Regions from separate parts of the Mus musculus genome. Here regions 2 and 3 are each linked to region 1. A link is a contact called in public promoter capture Hi-C data. All regions are on one chromosome and are shown on one strand. Each heading gives the region's core, a stretch centred on a gene start, on an enhancer-like site or on the middle of the called end of the contact. The rest is flanking DNA. Distances are from core to core; before and after follow the strand shown. Region 1 holds the start of Cckbr (cholecystokinin B receptor). Region 2 holds the start of Ilk (integrin linked kinase). Region 3 holds the start of Mrpl17 (mitochondrial ribosomal protein L17).

What was found. Capture Hi-C pulls out chosen DNA fragments and counts their contacts.
Region 2: a promoter capture Hi-C map of pancreatic islet shows a contact between it and region 1. The contact joins the promoter of Ilk here to the promoter of Cckbr in region 1. A contact is called at or near these places in 3 of 39 promoter capture datasets (cranial neural crest, pre-B cells and second pharyngeal arch cranial neural crest), 1 of 484 Hi-C or Micro-C datasets (olfactory sensory neurons) and 3 of 9 other capture datasets (adipose tissue, liver and pancreatic islet).
Region 3: a contact with region 1 is called in a promoter capture Hi-C map of liver. The contact joins the promoter of Mrpl17 here to the promoter of Cckbr in region 1. A contact is called at or near these places in 1 of 39 promoter capture datasets (pre-B cells), 1 of 484 Hi-C or Micro-C datasets (cortical glia) and 1 of 9 other capture datasets (liver).

Annotation. Positions count from the first base shown.
Region 1 is chr7:105,423,178-105,427,202 of GRCm38.p6, forward strand. Cckbr (cholecystokinin B receptor) reads left to right here and starts at 2,554. Exons shown (of 5, transcript NM_007627.5): 1 at 2,554-2,998. The coding sequence starts at 2,848.
Region 2 is chr7:105,734,146-105,738,155 of GRCm38.p6, forward strand. It overlaps Ilk (integrin linked kinase), which reads left to right and starts at 2,445. Exons shown (of 13, transcript NM_001161724.1): 1 at 2,445-2,571; 2 at 2,956-3,092. The coding sequence starts at 3,004. It overlaps Rrp8 (ribosomal RNA processing 8, methyltransferase, homolog (yeast)), which reads right to left and starts at 2,439. Exons shown (of 7, transcript NM_025897.2): 1 at 2,153-2,439; 2 at 545-911; 3 at 1-308. The coding sequence starts at 2,251.
Region 3 is chr7:105,809,201-105,813,439 of GRCm38.p6, forward strand. It overlaps Mrpl17 (mitochondrial ribosomal protein L17), which reads right to left and starts at 1,887. Exons shown (of 3, transcript NM_025301.2): 1 at 1,608-1,887; 2 at 1,250-1,318; 3 at 1-944. The coding sequence starts at 1,781. The coding sequence ends at 657.

The DNA of each region.
Region 1 (4,025 bases), core at 1,304-3,803:
GTTCAAATCCCAACAACCACCCATAATGAGATCTGACACTCACTACTGGTGTGTCTGAAGACAGCCACAGTGTACTTACATATAATAATAAATAAAGAATCTTTAAAAAAACAAACAAACAAACAAACCAAAAAAAAAAAAAAGTTAGCAGAAGCCAGGCTATGAGGGCTTCATAGATCCAACTGAAAGATTCCCTCTCTGCTAAGAGCAAAGATTGGTGGGTTGGTGTAATTCAAATGGTATTCTGAACATAGAACTCTGCCATAGAGGACTGGATATAACCAGCAAAGTGTGTTAGCCATCCTAGGAGCTGGGATTGAATCACAAGACACTTGAATATAAGCACACTCACTGAGTAGCTAAAATCAACAGGACGTTGCGATTGCTTGAATGTGGGAGCGATATAGCTATAATTCCCCAGGAAGCAGATCCTAAAACAGAGAATGCTGTGCAGGGAGGGTGTTTACTAAGGAGTTCTCTGGAATCAACACCTGTGCAAGAGCGGGTAAAGCAAGGACTGGGTAAAGCGAGAGGCTGGGCAGTAACTCAGACCCAACAGAGTCCTCAGCCAACCTCAGAGGAGGAGCTGGAGTGCTATGAACAGATTGTCCTTGGGGGGGTGGGGGGGATGAGGATTATTCTGGGCTGATTCCTCTGTGCTGATCAGTCATTGGATGCATAACACCCTGGGAAGAGTTCATGGTTCTGAAGGAGTTGTTACTCTGCTCTAGCAACTGCTGAACAGGACTGATAGTTGGGAGCCGTCTGCTAGGCAATAAATCCTTCATTTTTAAGGAGTCTGGGGTTTGTGTCACAACATCTATTACGGTGGTGGAAGAGCATAGAAGAGTTAGGATGATTCTTAGGTTTCCTTTTTATGTTTATGTTATGTGTTTATGTGTTATGAGTGTTTTGTCTACACAGATGCATGTGTGCCACATGAGTGCCTGGTACCCAGAGAGGCCAGAAGAGAGAAATGGATCTGTTCAAACTGGAGTTGAGAATCACTTTGTCAATGCTAGGGAACCAAGTCCAGATCCTCTGCAAAAGAAGCAAGAGTTCTTAGTAGCTGAAGCATCTATACAGCCCTGATTTCCTAATTGTTCAATGTGCACATCCTAATGATTTTTTGTAGGACTGTGTATTGCAAACTCTGGCTTATTTGGTAAAATCCCCTCTAAGTGGGAGTTCTTCATGGACAGACTCATTGCATGAAAGGGTGGCACAAAAGTCCCATAATTAATACCTGGATACATAGTTTTCTGGATAAGTGAGTGTAAGCTACATCCATGTCCCTCTCTCTCCCCCCTACATTCCCTTTGTCCCCGTGTTTCTCAGTGCTACCGTCATCCAATGTGGGAAAAGCTCATCGGATTATCAGAGATGCCACCTGTGCTGGAGCTGAGCAAACACCAGGTTCCTCTGATCCCGGGCTCTCAGACAAGCAGAGGTGACAGTGGAGGGAGGGGGTGATGACATCCCAGGCTTAGCCCCTCCTCCAGCTCTGCAGTCCTTATGAACTCAATGCTGACTGATCAGGTCCTTTCCAAAACAGTCAGGATACTGAATCCGAATTCCCCATGTATCTAGACTACCCCACCCCCACTCTAATTCTCTCTTCCTCTGTCTCCACCCCCCCCCCCCAACCTCTGACAGCCACTTTGGGATCCCAAAAGATATTTCACATCACACTAGAATTTCTTTGGAATGGATGACACTGGTCGAAACAAGGCCACAAAGTAGAGGAGGCCAGTCCTGCCTCAGGAAGCGGAATCCACTTCATTGGCGCCTTCAGTTTTGTCCAACCCCTACCCCGCCCCCGCCACACTCCAGTGACCCAGTCCTTTTCTGATCCCCTCTCATGGGAACCCAGCACCCTACTCCCTTGCTGTATCCGTGCTGAGGGCAAATGGAGCATCATCGTTTCAGGTGGGGGTGGACGCTGCCTAGAGACTAGGTAGATGACCAAGCTGCCTGCTCCCTATCTTTCACCCTAGTCAGGGCCAGAACTAGAACCCTTACCACACCTCAACTCAGTTCATTTAGTGCATTTCTCACCTCAATTCCCCGCCGCCCCCAGTGCCCTAGTCCACTCTAGCCCTTTTCCTTGTACAGTCTCCATTGTGAGCAACTGCGGCCCTCCAGGACCCTCCGAGTCTTTGAAGAAAAGGCCTGGGTTTGGGGTTTCAGATAGGAGGTGGGATGTACAAAGGCAGAAGCTAGCCTTCACGAAAGAGCTAAGGTAGCTGATACTGTGGTTATCACTGCGGCCACTGCGGCAGAACTCGGTAACTGCGGCTCCAGACAAACTAAGGCACCTGCTCTGTAGCGGGGACCCTGGGACTCAAACCGGATCACCACCGCCATCACCACGTCTTCTAAACCACCAAAGAAAGATGCTGGACCGCACAGCAGCTACCCCATCACACCATCCCCTCCAGCAGGCGCACGTGTAAACACACACACACACACACACACGAATTTCCAGAACTGGGGACATTGGTATGAGAGGTGGGCAGAAAAGACATTTCTAAGAGAAGGAGAACCTAGCGCGGGGGCGAGCCTGCCTGGAGTGCAGTCACCCAGGAGCGCGCGCACGGAACTCTGGAGCCAAGGAGGCGCGCCAAGAGTCACCTGGTGGGACAAAAGCCGCCCAGAGCTTGGGACCGGCTGGGTCTAAGGGAAGGCTGGTGGCAGAGTGGAGGAGTAGGGGCCAGGGCAGGGGGCGGAAACTAGGAGGGGCTGGCGATGTGGTGGGCGGGAGCCTGAGCGAGCAGCGCCGCGGGAGCAGGTGGAACCGGTGCTGGAGCTAGCTTAGTTGGAGCTGAGTGGGACTTCACAGGAGCCATGGATCTGCTCAAGCTGAACCGCAGCTTGCAGGGACCAGGACCCGGGTCAGGGTCTTCTTTGTGCCGCCCGGGTGTCTCCCTCCTCAACAGCAGTAGCGCCGGCAACCTCAGCTGCGAGACCCCTCGTATCCGCGGAACCGGGACCAGAGGTGGGTGCCTCCCTAAGCCCTTCTCACTGCACCACACAGCACTATTCGAGAACCCCTTTGACCTCTACACTGTCAGCTGCCCATAGCTTACCCTGATAGGACTTCCTCAGCTCCCACCTAGGTCCCTCCCCTCCACACACTGGCTCCCAAGCTCTCCTGACTCCAACACCTTCACACCATGCTTCAGAGCCCTGGCCTCATACTTGCCCTGCCATTAGCTACCTAGATCATTCTCAAGTTAAGCATCACACAGCTGGGAAGCAAGGACCTCTTCTTGTCAGAGGGTCTAGCTTTCTTTTCCAGTTTACAGAGCCAGTACTGAGGGAGAGGCAGGAACCAGGGAAAGAAAGGCAAAAGAAGGAGGCTGGGCCGGTGAGGGTAGAAGCTCTCTGGACTGCATGAATAAGAGTTGTAATCATCCCCCTCTACCCCAACCTTCCGAATGAAATATTCTCAGATCTGAATTTAGCAGGCACTGGGGGAAGTTACCTTTCTTGTTTCATTTGTCCCCAAACTCCTCTGCTCCCAGGGTCCTTCATCCACCTATGTGCTTTCTCTGTCTCTCTGAAGGTCCCCAAGTCCCTTCCAAAGCTCCCCAAATATCCCTTTTCTCACTTGCCTAGAACTAACTTCCCCTGGCAACAGTCACCCCATTCCTTTGTGTCACCTTCCCTTCGTACTGCTTTCCCTCATCCCAGCTTCAAAATGACTCATTCCTTCCATCAGTAGCATCTTCATTGCTTCAATGAACATCTTTAAATGTATGCCCCCCCCATCCCTATATTTGCTTGCAATGTTTAATGAACGTTTGTTAGGCTTAGCACTGGGGACACGGAATGAACTAGACACAGACTGCAGTCTCAGCAGTCTGCAGCCAAGTACACAGGGACAGAGACCACGGGTAACAATCACTGCCTGGAAATCCCACAAGAGGGTCTGATTGGGATGTGGACATCCAAAGTAATTGGGGGTCTGGTAACTTCACTGGGGGTGGGAGGTGGAACCTAGGAGCTTGGGTTCAGTAAAT
Region 2 (4,010 bases), core at 1,195-3,694, 310 kb after region 1:
CTGTTCATTAAGGTAGCGAAATCGGGCCCCATCCAGGCGTTGTGTCATGCGTGCTCGCAGGGCTCCAGCTCTAGACTCTTGACTATCTGACTTTGGGACAGGAGGCACCTCAGTCTCCTCTATGGAAGCCTTGGGAGGAGCCTGCTCTGGTGTCTGGAGTGGCCGAAATTTGTTCTTGTGTCTCCGCTTATTTTTCTGCCGGTTCCGCCACTGCTTGCGGCTCAGGGTGTGTGAGGAGTTAGGTGACATAGACTCAGGGCTTGGCTTGGATGGGTCAATTGTAGCAGTACTCGTCCTGGAATTGTGAACTGCAGAGAGGGAGATGAGAAGGCATTTGAGGTTTGGTCCCCTAAATTCAGAGGCATAGCAAGTCATCCTGGCTACTCCCTTGTCCTTAAGACAGAGTCTGTAGCCTGGATAAAAGTGCCTCTTACCATCCAACCCGTGTGCGTGCGTGTGTGTTTATGTAAGAGAAAGAAAGACCTTTATCATCTATGCAGTCAGTTCACAGCCTCCCCACCCCCATATTCACACATACTGATACCTGTTTGGTCAACACTGTCCAGGGGCTGGGTTAGGTGTAAAGAGGAATATTCCTGGCATTTTCTCTTTCCTTTTTCTTCTCCAGCAGAGACCCCACCAAGAGGAGGAGCTTGTCTGTGGCATTTTCTTCTTATTTCTTTCCCCTCAGAGTCACTGATGGATGGCGCCTGTTTCTGACATTTCCCTTTTCTTTTCTTCCCTACTTCCTTTGAGACGCTGGCAAGTGAGGGCCTTTGGAGGTGTCTCTTCTTCCTTCCTACCTCCTCCTCCTCCTCAGAGTCACTGCCAGGTAGGCTGGGGGTTTGTTGGGAGAGAGATGCTGCTTCCAGAGCCCGTAATGTGGCCAAGAGATGGCGGCGCTTGCGTCCCTGGAGGCAAACAAGGGATGAGAGTGTGTGTGAGAATGGACGAGGCCTGGAGACTAAGAAAGGAGAGATGGGCTTCAGCTACTGGTCGTTCTTCCCATCCAAAGTTAACAAGTTTGCTGTGAAGTCAGCCAAGCCCAGAACATTCAGGCTGCAATCCCACCCTCTGGGAAACTGGAGGGCAGAAAGTGTTCCCATCCTACTTTTCTAAGCGTGTAAAGGATTGCCTGTTGATTTCCTTAGAGGAATGTGATAAGCACACAAACAACAGGACCAAGGCAAGACAGCAGCCATCTTTGCCTCCCACTGACAGCATTCTAGGAGCAGCAGAGGGTTTTTTGTTTGTTTGTTTTTTTTGTTTTGAAACAGGAAGGGCAGTGTCACACATGTCTATTAAAAATGTTCCTAACTGGCCAGCAGTGGTGGTACACACCTTTAATCCCAGCACTTGGGAGGCAGAGGCAAGCGGATTTCTGAGTTCGAGGCCAGACTGGTCTACAGAGTGAGTTCCAGGACAGCCAGGGCTACACAGAGAAACCCTGTCTCGAAAAAAAAAAAAAAAAAAAAAAAAGTTCCTAACTGCAGTAGAGAGAAGCTGCACACAGACAAGCAGAAATGGACTACAGAAATGAGCAGAACATCCTGGGCTAACTGAAGGTCAGGAACACCCCAAGGGGATACTGAAACCCTCATATCTGATGAGGTTCAAAGGAAAAGGCCTGCTTTCCGTGAAGCTGATTTGGGGTTCAAGTCCTGCTGCTTGTCCTCAGCTAGACCCTTACCTTGAGCCTCTTTTGAATAGTAATTCTGATAACCTCCCAGTCACTTGCCTTTACTCTAATATACTTTCTACACTGCCACTAAAAATCCTCTAAAAATCCTTTCAAGACTACGGATTCAGCTCAGTAATAAATGCTTATCTACCACGCTGAAGCCCTGGAATCGATCCTCAGTATATAAAGTGATGCCAGGTGAGAGAAAACTTGGAGAAGCCACTCCACTGCTAAAACAACTCTACTGATTTCTACCCTTAGTGTACAAAAAACTTAAACTTTTCAAGCTCTGCGCTCCACGCTCCACGCTCCGAATCCCGCATTCCTATTTGGACTATCCGGATCTTCAGATCATAACTAACTCCCTCACCACCCCGATCCACGATAGCATTCAGGCTCTCCCTCTAACCAATACGACCCCCGGAGGGTAGGCTTCACCTCCTTCAAACAGCCCAGTGCAGGGCCGCTCACCTTGACTGGCGGGGCAGTCGCCGGCCTAACCTGTGCTGTCGCGGCCCCTAGGCCCACGATGGCTGGGGCCGCCTCCACCCATTCGGGCTCTTCGAACATACCACCCGTAGCCCGCAGGGCCGGAGGAGCCTACGCTCTGGCCCACGTGCAGCGCGCGTCAGGGAATCCTAGGGCTGGAGTCGGACCAAACCGGGCCGGAAGCCACCGAGTGAAATTCTGTGGTAGCTAGAGCGGCCTTCGCGGAGCAGAGCACCATAGAGCGTAGCCGCTGGCGAGCTAGAGAGGCAGTAGGAGGTCGGAAGGGAGGGACCGCGGCCCGCGCTGGCCCGAGCTGGCCGGGGCGGGCCGGGGCGGGGCCGGGCGGCGGGCGCGGCCGGACGGGAGTTCCCCCGGAGAAGGCGCCTGCGGCCCGAGTCCCGGTGAGTGTGGGTAGCTCCGCGCCCTACCCCACGCTGTCTTGCAAACCCGTCTCTGCGATCTCTGCAGCAGTTCTGAGCCGGGGCCGCCGGGCAAGGACCCCTGTCCCCTCCCCCGGGTGTTTGCAGCTTGGGTCCCTTCCCCCACCCCCAAGCCTTGCTCGAGGGCCGGGGCTCAGAGCCGGCTGACACCAACTCGGGAAACTAGCAAAGTCTACCCTACACCCCCAGACCCTCCTGCTCCTCGAGCCAAGGGGTCGTCCGCTGCCCGAAGCCCTTCATAGACAACCACTGTCCCTCTCGCGACGCTCCCCATCCCAGCACTGACACCTCTGTCCTGAGGGAACTCACACAGAGAGTCATTCTCTTGTCTCTGTTCTCCCTCAGTCCCCCGAGGCTTCCCCAGTCCCGGGGTCTCTGTGCCGGGACGCTGCTATGGACGACATTTTCACTCAGTGCCGGGAGGGCAACGCGGTGGCGGTGCGCTTGTGGCTGGACAACACAGAGAACGACCTCAATCAGGGGTGAGCTGAAGCGTTGGCGAGTGAGACGGCTACAAGTCCTCTCTCCGCTACTCGGGGTGCTCATGTCTGGCGGGGGCGGCTGACTTTGCTATCCAGTGTAAGGAGTAGTAGTAGTAAGCAAAGCCTGTTGATGGAGGAACGTCTACACAGAGGAAGCTGTCGGAGTTGGGTTTGTTTTTTTTTTTTTTTTTTTTAAACTAAGTTTCACAATCCGGTTCCCGGGAACTTTGCAGCCTCTATGAACTCATGTCAGAGGCAGACCTGAGTGCCAGAAAATTGTCTGGAATTACATGTAGCTGGAGGATGAGTTTCTGCGCCCTAGAGCGTTGGGTAGAAGTGGGAAAGGATATTAGAGGTCTAAAGTTCTGAAGCTTATGTAGTGATGAGAGTACCCATTTGTCAGGCGTCACCCTGGACGCAATTGCCTTAAAGTGATGTTTTGGATACAAGAATTGAGACAGGGTTGGGGTGAGAGCCCTAAAATCATAAGGATGAAGTAATTGAGTTGGTATGGGATGTGAAGGGGTTGTCAAAGATGACCTGGGGTTTAAAAGGAGGTTTGGGTACTTGGATACTTGGCAGTTGCTGAGGTTCCATTATGGACTGGCCACAGTTTTGGTGACACTACAGTGACTTGGAAACGCTTGGCAGGTTGTTAGTCATGCAGATTTAAAGTTCAGGAGGTCGGATTGGGAGACCAAGATGCCACAAATAGCATTTAAATGGTATCTGAAGACTCTATAATGTGGAATGTAGTACCTTAGAAGAGTAGAAAATAAAGGCAGAGGTTGAGAAGCCTGGCTGACAGGGAACAACCATCAGAATAAGAAATAAGAAATGGATTAAGATTAGAGAATGGATGTTTTAATAAAAGAAGAGTGGTTAATTGTAGGCTACTGAGAAGTTAAAGAGCATGGA
Region 3 (4,239 bases), core at 637-3,136, 390 kb after region 1:
TCCAACGGTGGGTCTCTATGCTGGACGTCAGCCAGTCACCATAGGAAGATGGTTTGGAATCAAGAGGTACAGGGCCCATCTAAATTAGTGTTGAGATAAGCAAACTGAGCCAGGAGGTAGTGCCCCATACCTTTAATCCTAGTACTGAGGAGGCAGAGGCAGGTGGATCGCTTAGTTCAAGGCCAACCTGGTCTACAAACAGAGTTCTAAGACAGTCAAAGAAACTGTCTCAGAAAAAACAAAACCAAAGCAAACTGGCACTGTGTGGTGGTGAACACTTGGGAACACAGGGACAGGAGGACTGCTGCATGGTGGATATAGTCTGGATTACACAGCAAGATCCCCTCCCCTCCAACAAACAAGCAAAACTAGACCTAGAATTTAGAACCTAAGTTGTGAATTTACTGTCTTAGGAGGCTGAGCATCTGGATGCCTCTTACTTTCCATAAATCCTAGGGAAGGACAAGAAAGTCAATATCTTATATTCATATTAAGACTTTTATCTTCTGTGCAAAGAGGATCGTGTGAGTCAGCAGGGAGGTCTGGGTCTCATTATGAGGGGGCTTTACAATGCTACTTCCAGGCCTCACACACTACACGAGCTCCAAGACCCACGAACACGGGCACCACACCTATGCACCACTCTCCAGCTCCAGTTAAGTCTTTGGTGTTTGAACTGTACAGGAGCTGTGGAGGCTTGCGTCCTGGTTATGGTGCAGGTCCTGCTGCAGTCCCAGGAGCAGCTGGTTTAGGAGAGTAAGGTTGCTGTCTCTGTGAGGCAGAGGCAGGGGAGGGAGGTAGTTCCCTTTATATTCTATCACCGCCATCTTGGCCCGATCTTGCTCCTTCCGATTCGGGATCTGTAGCATTCTTGTGTAGTTCCCATTCTGACCTTGGAACCGAGGCGCTAGCACTTTAAACAGCTTTGGGATCAAGTCCTTCTCCTAGATGGGGAGAGTTAATCAGAAAAAATAGTCACAACTGTAGAGGCATTTAACTATAGATTATTCCCAGAGGTAGGGTTCAAAACCATCTTCACAGGCTTTCCCACCACCCATTCAGGTACCAAGTTACACAGAAACACTTACAGGAAGTTATGCGGATGCTCATTTTACCCAAGTCAAATAAGAGAAATACGTGTCTAAGGTAGTTCGCAAGTCTGGTACATAAAAGAATGCCCTGCCTTCAATCTGCCAGGTACCCGGTTCTCTAAGGATTCCTTCCTCACTAGCAGGTAGGGAGCACTCACTGTGAGCCAGAAGTCAGCCATACGCATGGCTCGTTCGTTGGTGTCGCCCAGCTTTCCATAATCGATGAGCTGTGAGGACAAAACACATGGATGCAAGACGAGTCAAGAACCGAGGCGCCCACCTTACTCTTCTGTCTTACCTTCATCCAACCATCCCACCAGCTAAGCTAATTCTGGGCGCTCCTTCCTTCGGAGCCCCAACCAGCCTTCCATTTGCTGCGCAGGAGTGACGCGTTCAGCTGAGTGCCACACGGGAATTCGCTACCGTGGAAAGTTCTCCCAGCGTGGCCCTACTCCCCACACACGGCCAGAGCGGCGGTCTGAGGCTGGACCCGGCGGTGAATAGCTTGGCTCTCACCTTCTCCGCGTAGCCCCTCATCTCGTCCGCGCGTGCCCATGTCGCCTCGATGCGTTCGTGGCGAACTAGGCCCGTGAGCAAGTTCCGCAGCAGATGGATGCGGGACTCCGGACCCAGGCCCAGGCGGCGGTAGACGCGGCCGTGGGAGATAGCGGCAGCCAGCGACAACCTCATGCTCTCACCTCAGCCCCTCCTCTCGGGGGCCCGGAAAGGGAAACTCCGAGCTGTGTGTGCGCGCGCGGGGAGAGGGGGAGCAGAGGGGCGGAGGCACGTCTCAGAGGACGCATGCGCAGTAACTCGGCGCGTGGCTACCGCGTTTGCGCGTGCGCATCAGAGCCTGCCTAGCTGGCAGTCTGAGGGAGGGCGGCCCGACGTGTTGACGTTTCTGGAGCGACGAGCTGGGCGGGCCTCAAGGTCTGCGGTGCTCTGTGGCGAACTGGGATCTCGGCGCCCCCTGCCGGGTTTCTCTTGCACTGCGTCGGCTGGCTGGGGCGTTCTTGGAGGAGGCGCCTTCCGGGCGGAGCATGCCGGGAAAGTGAGTACCTGAGGAGAACTGCGTCAGAGGGGTGGGCCTGTGGTGGAATGTGGCGCTCTTGCCTGAGGAGTTGCAGTCCTGGCTGGTTTTGTGACGATGCCAGTTTAAACCCAGTCTTTATTAGTGATAGTGAGATAAATTATGTCCAGGAAAGCTGCAGGTATTATGTTCTTTTATTGACATAAATAAAAACCTAAGTTAGCACTAAAAGCTAAAGTAATGGACAAATACCTGACATTTAAAAAAAAAAAATTATTCTTTTCTCATACAATATACCCAGACTGCAGCCTCCTCTCCCATCACTCCTCCCAGCCCCCACTCTCCTTTCTCCCCTTTCTCCCCCTAGAAAAGAGCAGACCTCCTAGGGACATCAACCAAAGCACAATAAAACCAGGCACAAGGGGGTGGGGCAAAAAACAAACAAACAACAACAACAACCAACAAAAAAACAAAAACCAGGCACAAACCCTAACATCAAGTGTGGACAAGGAAACTCACTAGGAGGAAAAGAGTCCCAAGAGCAGGCAAAAAAGTCAGAGACATCCCATCTCCCACTATTAGGAGTCCTCCCAAAAAACCAAGCCAACAAACTATAACACATTTGCAGACAACCTAGGGCAGAACCTTGAGGGCTCCATGATTGCCCCTTCTTTGAGCTTCCATAAGCCCTGCTCAGTTGATTCTACAGGCTGTCCTCACCTGTGTTCGACCCCTCTGGCTCCCACAATTATTCTTCCTTGTCTTCTGCTGGGTTTCCCGAGCTCCAAGGGGCGGGACCTTATGTAGGCCTCCAACCCAGGTTCTTTCTCCTCTTAATGTTTGTCAGTGGGCCTCTACATCTCCCATCAGCTGCAAGAGGCAGCCTCTCTGATGACGACTGAGTTAGGCACCAATCTATGAATCTAGCAGAATATCACTAGGAACCATCTCATTGAATTTTTTTTATTTATTTTCGGCACTACAGTTTGGTTCTTCCCTAGGTCTCTGGGTGGATGAATACTTTTTCTTAAAAAAAAAGTTCTGTGTGTTTGTGTGTGTGTGTGTTCCCTTCCATTGCTCAGCATCCTTATGGCTCTTTGAAAACAGTTTTCTGGGAGGAATTGGGTGAAAATATAGTCTAGCTCTAGTATTTAACAAAATGATGATCATATTAGGGCTTATTTAAAATGAATTCATCACAGTTGGAGTTACTAGGACAGAACAAATAACACATTTCAAATGGAAAAGGAGTAATTTTTAAAATAGTTTCATTTTAGAAAAATAAGTTTATGATCATATACAATATGAAGAAGTTGAGGTGGCTCAGCGCTAAAGAGGGACCCAGAGTTTGATGGAATCAACCTAACCCTTCAGATGGTGTTTCACTCTGGAAATAGTGATGAGCAGTTTCCAACTTGGCTTACATTCTTCTTGGTGTTCTGTCCCCTCCCTGCTTCATTTCCTTGTATTCTTAGCGAGGTGAACTGCCTGTTGCTGAAATTATAAAGTCCTTCAAGGTCAGAGAGGAACTGATTCATGCATTTGGCCTTCTTTCCTCTTTCCTCTTGCCTCTGCCATCAAGCCCGCTGCACTCTGTTTTTTTTTTTTTTTTTTTCTTTTCTTTTCAAGCAGTTCTTGGCATCAGCAATAGTGTTTGGGTTTGGTGTCTGTAGATGGTATAGATCCCTAGGTGGGGTGGTTTTGTTCCCACATTTCTATGTATGTTCTTTTGGGTCTAGGTTACCTAACTCAGGATGATATTTTCTAGTTCCATCCATTTGCCTGAAAAATTCATGAAGTCATCATTTTAAATAGCTGGGTAGTATTCCATTGTATAAATGCACCACATTTTCTGTATCCATTCCTCTGTTGAGGGACATCTGGGTTGTTTCCAGCTTCTGGCTACTATAAGTAAGGCTACTATAAAGATAGTGGAGTATGTGTCCTTGTTATGTGTTGGAGCATCTTTTGGGTATGTGCCCAATAGTGGTGTAGCTGGGTCTTCAGGTAGAAATATTTCCAATATTCTGAGGAACAACCAGATTGATTTCCAGAGTGCCTGTATCAGCTTGCGATCCCACTAGCATTGGAGGAGTGTTCCTCTTGGATTGCAACCCA